Regions from separate parts of the Mus musculus genome. Here all the other regions are linked to region 3. Evidence: chromatin contacts called from public Hi-C and promoter capture Hi-C data. All regions are on one chromosome and are shown on one strand. Each heading gives the region's core, a stretch centred on a gene start, on an enhancer-like site or on the middle of the called end of the contact. The rest is flanking DNA. Distances are from core to core; before and after follow the strand shown.

Region 1 (3,290 bases), core at 406-2,905, 110 kb after region 3:
GAGGCGAATAAACAAACCAAAGAGAAAAAAGAAAGGAAGGAAGGAAGGAAGGAAGGAAGCAAAAGAAAGAGTGAGCCATGTTCATTTCAAGCCACTGAGAAACACAGGCCAAAAGAAAAATAAAATCAGTCAACCTTTGCCAAGTCAGAAAGAACAAACCAGCAGGGCCTAGTGTTCTGTATTCGGCTTTTAAAGGGTATTTCAAACAATAGAGAACAAACACTGCGTAATCACACCAAAGGTTTACAAACAGCACAGCTGACTAATGCAACAAAGTCAGCCAACCAGTGGCTGTCCCTACAGAAACGCCACACCCTGTGCTGCACCTGTGACATGCCCTGCCACTGCTGGCACCAATTCAGGGAGCCTCTCCTGGCAGAGAAATATTCCTGTCTCCTGGCTAGTTCTCATCCTCATGTGGGAGACAGTCTTGAGACCTTGTAAGAAAGTACGAGAATTCCCACTTTCCAGGAAGGGAAATCAAGGCAGGAAGAGATTAATCCCTCTGTTAAGGAAGCAGAGGTTAAAATGTCTGGGTCTCCAGGAATACTAGGGACCAGCTGGATTCGTGGTATCATGGAAACCAAATGCTCCCCTCAAGAGACTCGGGGTTCGGAATTGCTTGTTCTGAAGCCTAGCTCGGACATCTCTTCTTTTGCAGAACTCTTCCCTGCTCTCTGCCTTTGGTTTTTCTTTCCTCATACTCTACACTCATTTCCAGGTTGTCTACAAAAAAAATCGAACATGGTTATAATTAGCCCCAGGGAAGTAGCCAAAAGCCTCTTTCTTCTCCTAGGAGTTGGGGGCATCCATGTGCCTTGAGGTAAACGACCATCTGCTAGGATTTGAGGATGTTCTTGATTACAGTCTCTCTAGTAATTTACATGAGTAGAGAGGGAAGATGGGGAGGGCTGCAAACCGGAGCTCTCCAGAACGCCTTCCCATGAGGGATGCTAAATTCAACGTGTGAGGGTGCCAAGTCAGGGGAGAGGAGGCTGCCCGTGTGTTGGCTCAGCTCATTAGCACGGTTTGAAGATACTTATGATGAGACCGCACGGGGCGCACGCTGTGTTGCCAGTAAGTAAACCGGAGCTAGAAGCTACACGTCTTAAGTGCTTGTGAAAAATCTTCCAGAAGATGGACTATGTCACCAGACCCTGATCCTCATCCAAGTGGTCCAAGTGTTCTCAATTTGGGTCAGTATTTGTTAATGGGAACGAGAGCCTCCTTAGCAAATCCTGGTCAAGAGAGATGGGTGGGTGGGCTTCCTCCAGTCTCAGTTCATTTGCAGCCACTGCCCTTAGAAGATCCAGCAGGATTGAAAGGTACAAAGGGAACGTTAGTGAAGTAGGGTCCGGCCATTTCTTTCTCTACTTTTATTTTAACCAGGCTCTTTGAGTACCTCCACATCTGTGTACTGTGTACTGTGTACTGTGTAGTCTGTACTTCTGTGTACTGTGTACTGTGTATTGTGCAGTCCTTCATCTCCTGCTCCCGGTACCTTCAGTCGTCTCTGGTGTTTCTTTCTTCCCTCCCTTCTCAGCTACAATTGAAGCCCTGATTCCTCTTCCTAAGTTATCGCCTCTCCACAGACACCGTGAAATCCAAGGACAGATGCTGGCCTTCCATTCCATAGACCTCGGTTGGCTCTCTGCTGCCCCCATCTGGTCCATACAAGAATTTCCTGTTGTGATCTTACCCTTTAAAATTTAGAGTCTGGATTTCTTTTGTTGTTGTTGTTTTTGGTGGTTTTTTTTTTTTTTTTTTTTTTTTTTTTTTTTTTTTTTTTTTCGAGACAGGGTTTCTCTGTATAGCCCTTTGAAAATCAGGCTGGCCTCGAACTCAGAAATCCGCCTGCCTCTGCCTCCCGAGTGCTGGGATTAAAGGCATGTGCCACCACCGCCCGGCTTAAGAGTCTGGATTTCTGAAGGCAATTTGAATGTTGCTAATTACTTCTCACTATAACTTTACTTAACTTACGGACCCCAAACTATTCTTTTTTTTTTTTTTTTTTTTTTTTTTTTTGAGACAGGGTTTCTCTGTATAGCTCTGGCTGTCCTGGAACTCACTCTGTAGACCAGGCTGGCCTCGAACTCAGAAATCCGCCTGCCTCTGCCTCCCGAGTGCTGGGATTAAAGGCGTGCGCCACCATGCCCGGCCCCCAAACTATTCTTAATGTATAATGACAAATTATACTACAAAGTTATGAGCTATATCAGGAAGCACCTTGTGGTTTTGTTCTGTTTTGTTTTGTTTTTAATAAGTGGAAAACAGTGGTATTCTAAGAATTTTTTTAAATCCTATAGGCTTTTTCAAATCACTAGAACATTAGAATCATTGGTACGCTTATCCTAGAGTCATAACATTCATATTTTCCTCTCGTTCTACTTCAAATACCCAATGGTGGTAATAAGACAGTTAGGGATGGATAACAGGGGAGAAGGAGGAAGACAGAAATTATCTGGAACTCCCCAGACACTTAGCAAACGTCTTAGAACACATCCCAGCATCTTAACCACAGCCCTAGCCATATAACCATTTGTTTTTGTTACTGTTCTATTGCCGTGACCAAGACAACTTATAACAGAAAGCATTTAATTGTGGGCTTGCTTACAGTTTCAGAGGGTGAGTCTACGGCCATCATGGCAGGGAGCATGGCAGCAGGCAGGCAGACATGGCCCTGGGGCAGTATCTGAGAGATCATATCTTAGCCACAAGACAGAAGCAACAGGAAGAGAAGACTGGGCCTGGCTTGTGCTTTTGAAACCTCAAAAGCCACCACACACACACACACACACACACACACACACACACACACACACGCACTCCGACACTCCTCCTCCAACAAAGCCACTCTTCCTGGCCCTTCCTAAACAGTCCTGGGAAACAGACCTTCGAATATAAGAGCGTGTGGGGTTCATCCATATCCAAGCCATCACATTCTACTCCCTGACCCCCAACAGGCTTATGGCCACATCATAATGCAAAGTGCCTCCCGTCCAGCATCAAAAGCTTCAATAGTTTTTCAAAGTCTCCACACTGTTTAAAAGTCCAAAGTCTCCTCTGTGACCCAAAGCTATCCTCTTCACTGTAAATATCTGTAAAACTAAAATGTGAATTCCATTCTTCCAACGGCACAGAATAGACATTACCATGCAAAATGGGGGGGGGGGGGAGGGAACGGTGAAGAAATGCAGGACCAAGGCAAGAGTGGAACCCAGTAAGGAAACCTCCAAATCCTGCATTGCCATGTCTGCAGTCAAAGAGCCCTTCAGATCTCCTATTCCTTG
Region 2 (3,571 bases), core at 631-3,130, 65 kb before region 3:
ACAGACAAGGCAATGTTACTCATAACAGACAAAAGTCAGAGAAAACTCAGGGTCTACTGACTTAAATAAATACACATAAGGTGGTATATAAATGTAATAGAATTAACATTATGCTTTTAAAAACATTGAAATTCTAATGTATACTATGGCATGGTTGGATCTGGAAAACATAATGCTGAGTGAGAGAAGTCAGACACAAACGATAAAAGTGACCCTGTGTACATGAAGTACCTAAAGTAGTCACACTCACAGAGACACACCATGGTGAAAGAATCCTCAGAGAAGTGAGGGAGTTATTGGTTAAAAGGCACAGTTTCAATCTTCTCATACAATTTTTGCTCATACAACATAAATGAACCTAAATCCTAAATGAACCTAAATCCTAAATGAACCTAAATCCACTTTCAATGGCTGAACTAGTACATTTTTGTTGTGTATGGTTTTTGTAAAACAAACTTGGAGCTGTCCTAAGTATCGATGTGAGAAAGCAGAAAGATGAATCAAGGTTGGATTGATTGATCCTATTCTGATTCAGTTCTATGTGACAATCTCTGTGGCCAAGGACTGACTAACTAGCAGCATACGCCATGGGCTTCTCATAAACTAGCAATGTGCTTGGTGGGTTCAGCTCTGTGTCTCATCTCAATATCACAAACAATGAGCTGGGTTGCTCCAATTACAGAGTCATAACTTGAGACGCCAGGGATCTGACTAACTTGTTCAAGGTCTCTTGGCTGATAGATGGTAGAACCATCATTAAAATGCAGATCTGTCTCATTCGTGGGTCTTTGGGTTTTTCTTTAATTTTTTTTTCTTTTTAGAATACTGCCATGATTGGCTAAGAAGAAAGAACTCAATATTAACTCAGAACACTTAAGCATTAAATTATGCTTATAATAATAATGTAACAGCTAAATAAATCACTTTATCTTTGAAAAGCATTTCAGAATCAGCAATGTAATCATCTCCAGACCAATTCTGAACTCTGTCGTTGCCACCAAACAGGAAAGATAAACCACACGAAAGATTACATTTATCTGTGCGTCAGGACATGTATTTTTTTATTCTAGAAAAACCTCTTCAACATATTCTGTCACAAGTTCCAGATGGAAAGAAAAACTAGAAAGCAAATTTTTGAGGAAATTAAACAAAAACTTTAAGCCCTTTGAAAGAATAACTGTAGCCGTGTGTTTGTAAATAAATTTCCACTCAGATATTAAAATGAATACTTTCTGATTCACAGCCAGTGCAATGAGCCAAACCAAATGAAATAAAATTTGGCTGCCTCAGTGCACACATTCCTAAAAGTCCAGTGAGGACATTCAGTGGGCCCTGATTTGAACTATTTCACAACCACATCTGTACGTAGCAGCATGCACAAAAAGAAAAAAGAGAGAGAGAGAGAGAGAGAGAAAGAAAAAGAAAAAGAAATCCAGGATGCTTAATCATGCATCCCAAATTCTATTTTCACACGAGTTCTTTTTAATTAATTTTACCAGAAGCAACACCCACCTATAAATTGCATTTTGCTTTTATTTTTTAAATGAACCAGAAAGTATTACTAATATCCAATTATATTCCCCAAAGATGTTTTGAAAGAAGGAATTCTAGGAAAGACAACAGCCCTGGAAAGTCTCCTTTTCTTCATAAAAAGTGAAGTCAGAAGAAATTCTCTCTGTCCTTATAAGACCCCAATTGACTGAACATGTTGACGTGATACCTTTGGGTCCAGTCTCTGTAGCCCATCTGCAAAGCCACAGTTGTTTCAAGCACCTGGCACAGAATCAAGCCAACAGCTGCGACAAAGCATGATGGGATCAGTGACCACCACCTCACCACAGTACCCTGGAGACAATGAGTCGCTTTCAACAATGCATCTCCTAGCTCTACACACAAGGAAATGCTAGTGTGCAGTCCAGAATAGGACCTTCTGAAATGGCTCCTCCTGCTCCTATAATATCCAGCACAGGGTTTTGAACACCCTGAGAACATGGTGCCTTGCCCCAAGACCAGATTTTAGAAGGTCTGAAGGACTGGGTAGGGGGATGAACAAAGAAAAAGATGAGTGTTAGATAAGATTGAAACAAAGGAGGAGATGGTGTAACCATCGGGGTGACTAATTCAAAGGCAGGCAGCATTCCCCAAATGTCCTGGCCTTCCTTCTTTGTACTTTTTGCTTCCAGAAAGTTCTCCAAGCTTTCTTACCACATCAACTCCTTTAAAGATAAAACCCTGATGGCCAGAACTGGTAGAAAGAATTTCAAAGTATTCTCTTCCTGAGAGAGAAGGAAGAGAAAATGTTCTTGCAATCTAAGAGACAGGATAAAACCCAGAGACCCTGAGCAGGTTCTGCCACGTGGTCTGGTTCCACACAGTCAAAGATAAGCTTGTGCTCCAGCTCAGGGTCATTTTAATGCTTTAGGGAGAGAGGAAAAGATTGTTGGCTGAGATCAGATTAGTGCAGAGTATGGAGATATGGAGGTCCTTCAAACTGCTGGGACCCTTTAAAAAAAATGGATTCCTGATTTACTAAGTGCTAACTAAGAATTTCACCGATCTTTGAGAGTCTCGCCGAAATTCTATTGTAGGCACAACTCTGCATAGACATTCCAATGAAAAGGAAGGACAGGAAAGTCGGGCATTTAAGATTCCACAAATAGGGACTTCTTTAGCACATCTGTAGCAATGGTGCAGGCATTACTGATTTTCTTCACTTGACTGCGACCTCTTCAAAAATAAGGAGACCGGCTAATCTACTTTTTCAACCTCAACAATTGTGTCTGACTATTGGAGTAAATCAATTTGTCCATTTTTCTTTCTTTAACACTTAGCACAATAGCCTCAAGATTACCCCATGCTCTTGTGGATGGAAAAAAACCCCTCCTTTTTAATAAATAATACTTCAATTCTACAAGTAATTTCAAGAGAGTAAAGAAGAAAAAGAAATAACAGGTGTGGTCAACACGTGCAAAGTTTTTGTTCATCTTGTGGCCACTGGAGAGTTAAAGGATGCATAAAGAAACATGGGTTGATTGGCCTGTGAATTTCAGCCAGGGTGGTGTGCAGAGTCCTCAAGCCTAGAGACAATTTCTGTGAGGTATGTCGTGGTGGCCCAGAAGCCTGGTAAAGAGTAAACGTGATGGTCACCCAGGAAACACAGGCTTGTCGTTGGAACATACCCTCCTGGGCATCCAGACCACCCAAGAAGACTTTTTGAGACTGACAAAAAGTTCATTCTTCATCAAACACCATGTTGTGCTGCTTAACCTTTGCCCTCTATATTTGTTTGATGCGCTTTTTTAACTGATCAGCAAAGAGGCAGTGAACATTTCTCTTTCGGAACAATGCTAGGCCAGCATCAGTAGCTTCCATTTCTTTTCCGGTTCTTTGTCCTCATCCCTCTGCTCTGCCCCCCATGGGCTAAGCAATGAACTTCACCATCAGAACCTTATTAAGCAAGAAGAAGCCACCCACAGAATAGGAGAAAGTGTGGGCTCTTCAGATACTGAAATGCAGGTGGAGCATCTAAGCTGCCCAGGTCCAGTGGGTCACAAAGCCCTCCACTGGGGAC
Region 3 (3,630 bases), core at 727-3,226:
TCTCCTCTGCTCTTAGACAAACCTGCTGGAAGCCACTGGCCAGGGGCTGCAGCTTCCAGGCACTACTGGGAACATCACACTGTGCGTGCACCCAAGGAACCGCTAGCTTCCTTGAACTTAACTTTCCAGGTCTTCGCTGCTGGATTTCGCTGCAGGGGGTGAAAGCAGCAAAGGGACCTCCAGGAGCCGCGCCCCTACCACTCCCCCCATCCCAAGGAAGACTAGGTTTGCAACAAATGCAGACTAAGCCACAGGCCATTTTCTTTCTTTCTTTCTTCTTTTCTTTTTTTCTTTCTTTCTTTCTTTTCCTGATGTGTTGCCTGTGTGCCTCTGCCAAGCTCCAATCTGTCTCTGTTTTGTCTTCCTTTCTATTTGATTCAGTCTTCTTGTTGGCTGGAAGTACGCAGTGTATGCATAGAATGACCCTGGAGGGACGGTAACTGTATCTGTAACTGAGATATGGCAAATAGGATGGGGTGTGTGATTGCATATGCAGCCAGCCACCGACAGCTATATTTAGCACCAGTGGACACAGATAGGAGGCATCTAGGGCCAGACGAGTGGAGATGGACTATGTATAGGAAGAGCTGCACTTGGAGTCAAGAGAAAACTGCCAGCCTTCAGCTTCCTCTTCTGACAAAAAAATAAAAATAATAATTTTTTTAAAACGCTCCCCAAGAAAGCACAGCCATGGCAATTTTGCCCAGCCTAGCTTTTCTGTTTTTGTTGGACCCCGGTGCCAAATTTGCTTCCTTTAGAAATTCTCATGTGGATATGATTCAGAAAAACCTTCGGTTAGGCACACTTGGGTGTCCCTACCTTCCACAGGTTATGCAACCAAAAATTGGGAAAACCATGCAAGGACTAAGACATTTTCCCATAAAATATCACCTGAGGTCCTTGACTAAAGCTCTGGCGATCCGGTAACCTTGTCTGTCTAACCAGAAACTTTTGAAAGGCTCTCCTACCTTTCAGCTCTTGAATTCTACAAATGGACCTTCTGGGTTCCCTTGGCATAGGGTACACAGGAATCTAATACTCGAATGACAGAGAAGTTAAAATAAGTTTTTTATTCAGTATTGAATTAAATTCTGATTGAGCTCACACACACCTGTTATTGCAAATTTAGAAAAAAATTGCAGCTTGGATAGTTTGTACTTTCTTAATAAACTGCATATGCCCCAACCTAATATCCCCTAAAATAACCATTAGCATATGACTTGAATTGCTAGCCCATATACCCAGGAGAAGTACCTGACACATGCAAATGTCAAGGTTGCTGTTACTAATAGTAACACTTTAAAAATATTTTCTACTAAGCACACTATTTATCTAATTCTTAGAAAAACAGATAATTTTGGATAAACCACAGCTAAGCTGGCTTAAATCTAAAGACAAAGATGAGTTTTAGCACCCATAAGTATCATTGACAGCAAAGGAAGGGTTAAAAATACATTAGGTGAATCGCAGATATTTCTCTTTATGGCCAGCAACCATGACTTTCTAGAGCAATTTTTTCGTAGATGATTTAGTTCCCATAAATCACACTTTCAATTTTCAAATGCCTTTTAAAAAACACATGCAAAAGCAAGCACTTCAGATGAGACTCTTTAAAAATCTGAGCCTGCCAAATTATATATAAATGGCACAGAGAATCCTACAAGTCCGGAAAGCGGGAAAAAAAAAAAAAAAAGCCGCACAGATTTCCCCCCATAGAAAAACAGCACAGCTTCCTTCTCCAGCTAGGAGACAGACACTAAGCAGAAAGGTAAGTTGCTTTCTCAAATCGCTCAAGCTACAGAGAGAGAAAGAGAGAGAGAAATCAAAAGCCGATCCTACCCTGCTGGTTCAAGAGCGTCTTTCCAGAAATGTTCCATGGGTTTGTAGAAGTCAAGGGCTGAGACAGTAAGACGGAAGGAAGGAATGTGCTCGAATGATCGAGTGGCGCGGTGTGTGATCAAGGCAGAGCGTGTGTGGATGTGTTTGTATGTGGAGTGGCAGGGACTCTCGGGAAGCAGCCAGTAGGCAGGGCACTTGGCAGCCCCTCCCGGCAGACAAGGCAGCTGGGCTCCTGCACGAGCTGGATGAATGGCAGCGGGAGTCCGGGAGCCTTGCTGTCTGCTGAGGGACAGCAGTAGCCCCGCTAGAATCAGCATTCCTAGAAGAAACTCCAGCCCCCTTTGCTCCCTACCTGTAGAGCCAGAAATGTCCCGGTGCTTTCTATGGAGAGGGAAACTGAGATGGCTGTGAACCACAGGCTCACAGATAAACTAGAATGCCAGTCAAAGTGTGCAGAGATCAAGTTTATAAACTATGCCAGGATATCTTCTTCCTAAACGATGTCATTTAACAAGAAAAGCCTTCTGGGATACATATGAGTCAAGCCCTCTAGCCCTACTGTTCCCCTGAATAAGATGCTCAGTGACAATGCTACCAATAACATACAAAAGTCAGACTTCGCAATAAATATTTTTGGCATTCCAGGGATATGTTTCCAACTGAAATGCAAGACTCCCTCACTTCATTAGTCAAACCTACCAGCCTCTCTACCAATAGCCTACTGACTACTGTCTGTAAACACATCCCAGAAGAGGCATTATTTTAATCGTAAAGTTGGAACCATAAAATAGCTTTGCGTTAAAGCGATTACACGTTCACAGCTGTAGTTACCAGCATTGGTTGCAGACAGAGATCTTGTACCTCCAGTGCTGTCCCATGGATACACCTGGTTCTCAGTGCTTCTCTCCACCACAGTACAACACAGATTAACAAGGTACTCTGACTGTGTCCTCACCCTGGGTCCCAGGACACAGGAGGCCTAAAGGAGCCTTTGTTGTTTAGTAACTACTTTAGGTATTAAGTGACTCTAATCACAACGCCAGGAGTGGCCGGTCTCCAGCCCTAGGACCCTAGGCAGTTACCAAGAGATATATGAGTGGCACTTGGGCCAGTACAAAGAAAGAAATAGAAAGAAAATACTAATGATATCATGCTGCAACTATACGTTTTTGTGCTTGGAAAGACTCAAGGTCATTATATCGGGACTTAGACAAGTTCCCTCAACAATCAGCAATGACCATAAATATCTAATATATAAATAAGTATCGAGAAGTTGCGGTGTGAGTAATGAAGCATTTGCCTAGCATATGGGGAGTCATGGGTTTGAGATCTAGCACTGTATAGATGAACAAACAAATAAATAAATATTGGGGGAAAAAAGATTGCTAACCCTTTGTTGGTAATAGTGTTGACTCCTGATGACAGGGGCCCCTCCTGTAGGTCAACAATGATGTCACACTCATCAAGCCAGTCCAACTAAACTGTGTAACAAAAGAAGGAGAGATGGTAGAAAAGAAAGAAAATGAGTCAAGGAAAGTTGGTGTGTGTGTATATGTGTGTGAGAGAGAGAGAGAGAGAGATCTGGACATCTGGAGATCTGCATAGGAAGGGTATGAGAAGGCAGGTATCATCTCAGGGGACTTTGGCCGTGGAGAAGTTTACAATTCCAGTTAGCCTGAGCTATCTCAAGATAGGCATTTCCAGGAATAGCTTTCAGACTCCTCTTAGTAAACTCTGTCTCCCAGGGACAGGGGTTGTGGCGGAAAGCATGGCCGCCATCTTGGTTCCCCC

Evidence for each region. Promoter capture Hi-C pulls out the DNA fragments that hold promoters and counts their contacts. A called contact is a pair of places that touch in the nucleus more often than the background predicts.
Region 1: a contact with region 3 is called in a Hi-C map of muscle stem cells, with 4 times the contacts expected there. The contact joins the enhancer-like site here to the promoter of Esr1 in region 3. A contact is called at or near these places in 4 of 484 Hi-C or Micro-C datasets (CD8 T cells, Sertoli cells, muscle stem cells and 1 more) and 2 of 9 other capture datasets (adipose tissue and liver).
Region 2: a promoter capture Hi-C map of pre-B cells shows a contact between it and region 3, with 5 times the contacts expected there. The contact joins the enhancer-like site here to the promoter of Esr1 in region 3. A contact is called at or near these places in 2 of 39 promoter capture datasets (the 3T3-L1 cell line and pre-B cells), 5 of 484 Hi-C or Micro-C datasets (adipose-derived mesenchymal stem cells, muscle stem cells, pre-B cells and 1 more) and 1 of 9 other capture datasets (adipose tissue).

Annotation. Positions count from the first base shown.
Region 1 is chr10:4,596,811-4,600,100 of GRCm38.p6, reverse strand. No RefSeq gene overlaps it. Among named protein-coding and RNA genes, the nearest start is that of Esr1, 110 kb to the left of the region's middle. Within about 2 kb of position 1,655, at least 18 of the 459 cell types and tissues checked have an H3K27ac peak or open chromatin away from gene starts, as enhancers often do. A contact at or near this core is called in Sertoli cells and muscle stem cells, where this site is marked.
Region 2 is chr10:4,773,965-4,777,535 of GRCm38.p6, reverse strand. The region is part of intron 3 of Esr1 (estrogen receptor 1 (alpha)); the gene reads right to left. Among named protein-coding and RNA genes, the nearest start is that of Esr1, 66 kb to the right of the region's middle. Within about 2 kb of position 1,880, at least 51 of the 459 cell types and tissues checked have an H3K27ac peak or open chromatin away from gene starts, as enhancers often do. A contact at or near this core is called in adipose tissue, muscle stem cells, pre-B cells and 1 more, where this site is marked.
Region 3 is chr10:4,708,504-4,712,133 of GRCm38.p6, reverse strand. Esr1 (estrogen receptor 1 (alpha)) reads right to left here and starts at 1,976. Exons shown (of 9, transcript NM_001302531.1): 1 at 1,840-1,976.